Regions from separate parts of the Sus scrofa genome. Here region 2 is linked to region 1. The links are chromatin contacts, called in public HiChIP or PLAC-seq maps. All regions are on one chromosome and are shown on one strand. The core of a region is the stretch at or near the end of the contact, and the rest is flanking DNA. Distances in the headings are between cores, read along the strand shown. Region 1 overlaps ASB4 (ankyrin repeat and SOCS box protein 4). Region 2 holds the start of PDK4 (pyruvate dehydrogenase kinase 4).

Region 1 (2,965 bases), core at 192-2,691:
AGCTAATTAAGAGGTATAAGAGGCTTCAAGTTCGTTCCATCCCATATCAATGCCTATGTTTTTTGTTTCTAAACCACTATACATGACTATAATTGTGGACAAGTTGAATTTGACAGACTAATGAAAGAGCAGGATGGAGAAGTCCAACGGAATTATAACAATGAGGAGAAAGTTACTGGGCAGGCAGAGCAGGCAGTGTGTGAATGCACAAGACTGTGCATTCAGAAAACTATAGTGCAAGACAGTACTAGGAAAGTGCTGGATATATTCGAAGATGAAGAAATTCTAACAGTTTGACCTCAGAAAGTTCTACAGTGCCCCCCTTTTAATGGACCTATTTTGTCTACAGGAATAGGTCTGTAAGAATGAAATCTTGTGATCTACATTGGGTTGTCCTTAAGATACTCCACAATATTTTGGCAGCTGTTTGCTATTAGAGTCCAAGACAGGTGGACCTGGGTTGCCTTCCCACAGGACCCAGGAGCTTAAGGTCATTCCGATAACCCCTTTTCTGTTTACTGGAAACTCCAAAAGCCCCCTGAGAGGCCCCTGGGGTCAGGCTGACTAATCTCTCCTTCTGCTCAGGTTGTGCTCTTCTGGAAAGGCAGTGTGAGGGAGAGGGAGTGAATCAGCCCCTTCAGGCTGTCAGTACCCAGGACTGGAGCTAATCTGCGTTATCTTAGTTCCCACAGGGTGAGTAATCATGCTGAGCCGGAAGAGCTAACCCTGGAAAACAGGTGCAAGGATCCAAAAGGAGACCTTTGTGACCATAATAGCAGGTTAGCCGACACTTAGTTGATATTTACTCCTTGCCACAGAAGATTTTTTGGACCATGGTCTGTAGGAACATTCAGGTTCCCTAAAATTGATCTCTGCACCCGTTATTCGAGCATCTCAGAAACACCAGCAATGTGACCAGCCAGGACCCAAGGACCTGCCCAGCTTGTGGGGACTTGAGCAGCAGGTCTTAACTACAGTCTTCCTCTTGACACTCTGGAGGGGCAGGAGTTAACAAGGAGTGACTAATCCAGGCCCTCCCTACTGGGCTACACACACAAACATGTTTTTGAAGTCCTGTATATACTCAGCAGGGAACACACTGTTCTCTCTGGGTGGTTGCCAGAAACTTATGAGAGAGTCAGATTGATGCCAAGAACAGAGACCAGGGCCTCTCTCCCGCCTCAGCAGGGGACACTGTGAGGTGCTGGGTGGCCACCGCTCCTCCCTGCTCCCCTAGCCTTCCAAACCAAGCCTACAGACTATTTTTCTGCACTGTTCAACCTCTTGGTTAGTGTTTAAATGATTATCAGAAACCACTATATATCTTTGGACAACTGTAATCACACTATCCAAAGCCAAATGCAAATGTGTTCCTTCTACTTTCATGCTTTGGCATCTCAGCCTCAGGCTATGAAAAATAGCCATCAACCTTTCCCATTTCATACAGGTACAAGCAGAGTTTGAGTTGCTGCCCTCCCAAGTTAGCCCTCTGCTGGAGCTTTGGCAAAGAACACAAGGATTGCTTAAAATTCAGTAAGTGCAGGTAAAGTGGTGAGAAAACCTTTACCTTCTCTCAGAGGAACACTTCCTTGAGGTCTTCCTAAACTTCCATGTCTTCATTTGGCTCATCTCTATAACCTAATATTTTAAAATATTTCTTCCTTTATAGTAATATTTTTAAATAAATATTTTAGGAGTTCCCTGGTGGCTGAGTGGGTTAAGGATCAGCAGGTGTTTTCACTGCTGTGGTGCAGGTTTGATCACTGGCCCAGGAACTTCTGTATGCTGCAGGAGCAGCCAATAAGTAAGTAAGTAAGTAAATAAATAGATATTTTAAAGTAAGCTTTTAATATATCCCTATATTTGTATAGGGCATCGCTTCCTGTTTGAAAACTATTTGCATAGTTCTCTAAGTTTCTAAGATTCAACTGCTTTTTTGGTTTATGGAATTGAGATTAACCATGATACATTTACATGGTGTCAATTATCTGAAATGTAGGCATTCACCCAATTCATCCATCTATCCATTCATTTATTCACCTATCCATCCACCCATCCAATAATTTTAAAGTCCCTATAAGTAACTCATCAGTCTTTATAGCACTGAAGTTGAGAGAGAATCCACAGTAATTAAGAGACGATAAATGTCACACAGATCCCTGTTGCTTATTAAGCAACTGAAAATAGAAAAGCTCAGGGGAGAATGATCTGTGTGAAAGTTAAAGATTCTTCCATGGAGTGATTTTACCAACCATATGCATCTGCAAAATATAGAAAGCCAAGCCCAGGCAAGATAAGCTCATTCTGTGCTCAGGACCTGCTAATTGGCTTCACATGTATGTGGATGGAACCCTCATGGGGCTAGATTCCCATATGGGGAGAGAAATGAGATAATTCACTGAAAGATATGTCTGAGTCAGACTGAGGGAACTGTTATGAACTGGGCTGTGGCTATAATCAGCGTTAGTGCGAGGATGACACTTTAGGGAGATATTGATGGTCAAGATGCGTTGAGTTTGAATGCTGTTTTTCCATTTCCTAAGTATGACCTTGGGCTGTTTGTTCACATTATTTATTCAGTAAATATTTATCGAGCCCTGTTATGCACCAGGCATGGTGTGAGGTGATGGAAATTCTCTTGCCCTCACAGTATAACACTGATCATTTTTTGAGCTTCACTTTCCTAATCGTAACAATAGCTATCCTTCAGAATTGTGTGGAGTTACGTACAAGGCCTATCTGATTAGCTACTGAATGGGACTTTTCTTATTGTCTCAGGACTGGCAACTTGGTTACAAAGTGGGGGGCAAATAGATGATAATTAGAGGACACATAGATGATTAGGATTTATTAAGAGGCAAATTCATTTTCTGCCCCAGTTATCACTCCCTACTCGTTAATCTCATCTGAGAAAAGTGCTGAGCTTCAGAAAGAGTTCCATATCTTCTACTCTTGGAGAGTGCTC
Region 2 (2,965 bases), core at 334-2,833, 44 kb after region 1:
AAATTAGTAAAAATATTATTTTTATCTTTCAAAAGTATTTAATGTTCAGGCCACCTGTTGTCTAATTATGATGTTAACATATTACAAGAATTCTCACTCAGATCCCTGTCTTAAAACTAGATACTGTTTCAGAATGGTTCATCACTTACCAGCTCTTAACTAATTGCACTGAAGAGGTATTTACTAATCGATCAGGGAGGATATAAATTTCCTTCAGGATATTGGCTAGCCTCACAGGCAACTCTTGTCGCAAAAATGCAAAAGAGGTTCTTTCACATGCATTTTCTGAACCTGTAATAAAATATTATTTAGTTTTTGGGAAAATGTATAAATTATATATTTGAGTAGTATTAACTATCCAATATTGAGCACACACATAAATATATTACAAAATTATATTTCACTCTCAGTTGGGTTACTACTTATAGGTAATTCAAGAGTAAGCATCTTCTTTATTATCTTTTGTCTTTTTCTTTCTTAAAAAGTGACCAAATATGACAAATATTATTTTTTCTTTTTGACAAAGATTCTCTTTTCATAATACCCCCCAATATGAATCTTAGTATTCATAAAAGAGTGCAGGATTCAATCAAATGATGATGTCAAGGAGACATCATTTATATAGTCTTAGATGAAACTGGAGTGAGGGGATAAGGGGAGGGGTGGGAATCCTGATGTTTCCAGACTGGCGATAAATAATACCACATTTAAATCCTTGAAATTTTCTTTATGAGATTTCTGCAGAAAGTTTGTAAATATTTGCAGCAGTAATGCAAATATATGGATGGTAAAGAGACAAATTTGTTAGGAATGCAGCGAGATGAACCCTGTGGAGGGATGAAGGGTGGCTCAAGGCTAAAAATCTCAATTAATCTGAGGCTAGTTTATAATATTAGGAATCTTCTTCAAGATGTAGTATGCCCTGAAGAAGGGTATAAAGTTGTTAAATGGTGACTGAAAGCAAAAAGTATTTTGACTGAAAATTTTGTACAGTAAGAGAAAAAGATGAGCTCAAACCATCCAGCATGTCAGGCTGCAAGTGGCCTTGGCCTGCAGGCACTGTCAGAAAGAAAGCAAATCTAACAAAAGGCAAAGTGTACTAGTGTTGAGGTTCCAGGGTTTAATAGGAAAGTATACCCCAGGTGTTTTATGTAATGGACCCAGCCCTCCCTACACAAGGTCTGAAAGTTTAAGGCAGCTTCCAAGTCCCTGCACCCCAAGCTGGGCCTTATGTCCCCACTCACCGAAGTCCAGCAGCTGCTTTATGGACAGCGGGGATGGGCTGTAGCGCGAGAAATGCTCGACCTCTCGGGGAACCAGGGAGCCAGCGCTGCGCATCACAAAGCGAGCCGCTTTCATCCTGATGCCTGTTCCAGACTGGAGCTGAGGCTGGTTGGAGGGGTGAAGGCTGCCAGAAGCAGGACCTAGGACCTTGTAGGGCGCGGGAGGGGCACGTCCCTGCGGAGAGAACAGGTGGGGTGGTGCTCCCAGACCTAGGCTGAGGTTCCGGGGTGCTTCTTGGTGGAGGAATGAGGCACTGAGTCGTAGGAGCAGTAGGTAGCCTGAGACTCAGATTGGTGTCCTGTCACCACCCGCGCCTCCCAAGGTTTTATTTGTTCCCCTGCACGCCGCCCCCCCCCCCAACTCCAAAGGGGAGGAGTCACTGGGACTAGGAGAAGCTTCCTGAACTTAGGTCCAGGCCACTCAGCTCCGATAAAGAACTTTGGGCCCCGCCCCACGGACGCGGAGGCTTTGTGCTGGAGGCTGTAAGGGATAAAGGGGTGGGAGGAAGTCGACCTCAGGAGGTGAATAGAATTAAGATCCGCAGTTTGGAGGAGGACTCCGGATAGCGTGGGCGGGGCAGTGGGGGCGGGGCGGCCCAAGCTTGTCCTTGTTTACCAGTGAGAAGCTGTGACAGTGTCACGCATTCTTGGCCAGAAACTATTTCCAAGAATCTGGGCTCCAGAATCTCATTGGTCGTTGCTAAGAGCGCGGCTTTTACAGTAGCTAATCAGCTGTGTCTAAAAGTATGGGATTCTCTGCTGTTGGACAGCGAAAATATTCCATTCCTGGATAGTACACGTTGTAAGGAACTGGAAGTTCCTTTTGCAGACTTGAGGCGCAGCCCAAAGTACGTTTACTTTCTTGTGGTGACAAAACATTAATTTGTTTATTCCCAGTAATACATTCTCTCCATTAGGTTTAACAGTTAATTAAAAACAAAATTAAAAAGGGATTAATTCGTCAGTTTGACTCACTTTTTTCCCCTCCCATCAGAGAATTTGCTCCCTCTTTCTTCCTGTGTGAAATGTACTTAATCCAAACCTTTGCCGAAGACATTCTTTCCCACCCGTAAATGTCCAGCACAAACTCTATGCTGCAAGATATCTTCCTAATTGCCTCTCCCCGCTCCTTCTTCCGAATATGGCTTTTGTCACTTATGACATTAGTTGTAGCTATTTATGTTCTTATTTTGTCCCTCTCCCTGAAAGAGATCAGGTTTGGAACCATGTCTGGTATATCTTTCGGATTGCTTACTCTCTTTGTTGCTACCCAGGCTTAAACAGTTGCAAAAATTTGGGGAAAATTCCACATTGCCTTTCCAATTGATGTATAGTTGATTTTACAATGTTGTGTTAGTTTCAGGTGTCAGCACAGTGATTCAGGGATGTGTGTGTGCTGTTTCAGATTCTTTTCCCTTCTAGGTTATTGCAAAATACTGATTATAGTTCCCTGTGCTATATAGTAGATCCTTGTTGGTTATGTATTTTACGCATAATAGTGTGTATGTTAATCCCAACCACCTAATTTATCCCTCTTCCCCCGTTTCCCCTTTTATAACCATAAGTTTGTTTTCTATATCTGTGGATCTATCATGTTTTGTCAATAAATTCATTTATATATATTTTAGACTCCACATATAAGTTATATAAGATATTTGTCTTTGGTTTACTTCACTTAATAT

What was found. HiChIP or PLAC-seq counts read pairs in DNA pulled down with a chosen protein or histone mark.
Region 2: a contact with region 1 is called in an H3K27ac HiChIP or PLAC-seq map of skeletal muscle. The contact joins the promoter of PDK4 here to the enhancer-like site in region 1. A contact is called at or near these places in 1 of 5 promoter capture datasets (liver), 16 of 47 Hi-C or Micro-C datasets (alveolar macrophages, fetal heart ventricle, heart right ventricle and 7 more) and 1 of 2 datasets of contacts at active chromatin or transcription factors (skeletal muscle).

What each region holds. Positions count from the first base shown.
Region 1 is chr9:75,214,895-75,217,859 of Sscrofa11.1, forward strand. All of the region lies in intron 3 of ASB4 (ankyrin repeat and SOCS box protein 4), which reads left to right. LOC106504960 (a long non-coding RNA gene) reads left to right here. Exons shown (of 3, transcript XR_002347047.1): 1 at 1-1,543; 2 at 1,695-2,965. Among named protein-coding and RNA genes, the nearest start is that of PDK4, 44 kb to the right of the region's middle. Within about 2 kb of position 1,442, at least 18 of the 83 cell types and tissues checked have an H3K27ac peak or open chromatin away from gene starts, as enhancers often do. A contact at or near this core is called in liver, omental adipose tissue, retroperitoneal adipose tissue and 1 more, where this site is marked.
Region 2 is chr9:75,258,551-75,261,515 of Sscrofa11.1, forward strand. PDK4 (pyruvate dehydrogenase kinase 4) reads right to left here and starts at 1,584. Exons shown (of 11, transcript NM_001159306.1): 1 at 1,245-1,584; 2 at 150-291. The coding sequence starts at 1,359. The region is part of intron 3 of ASB4 (ankyrin repeat and SOCS box protein 4); the gene reads left to right. All of the region lies in intron 2 of LOC106504960 (a long non-coding RNA gene), which reads left to right.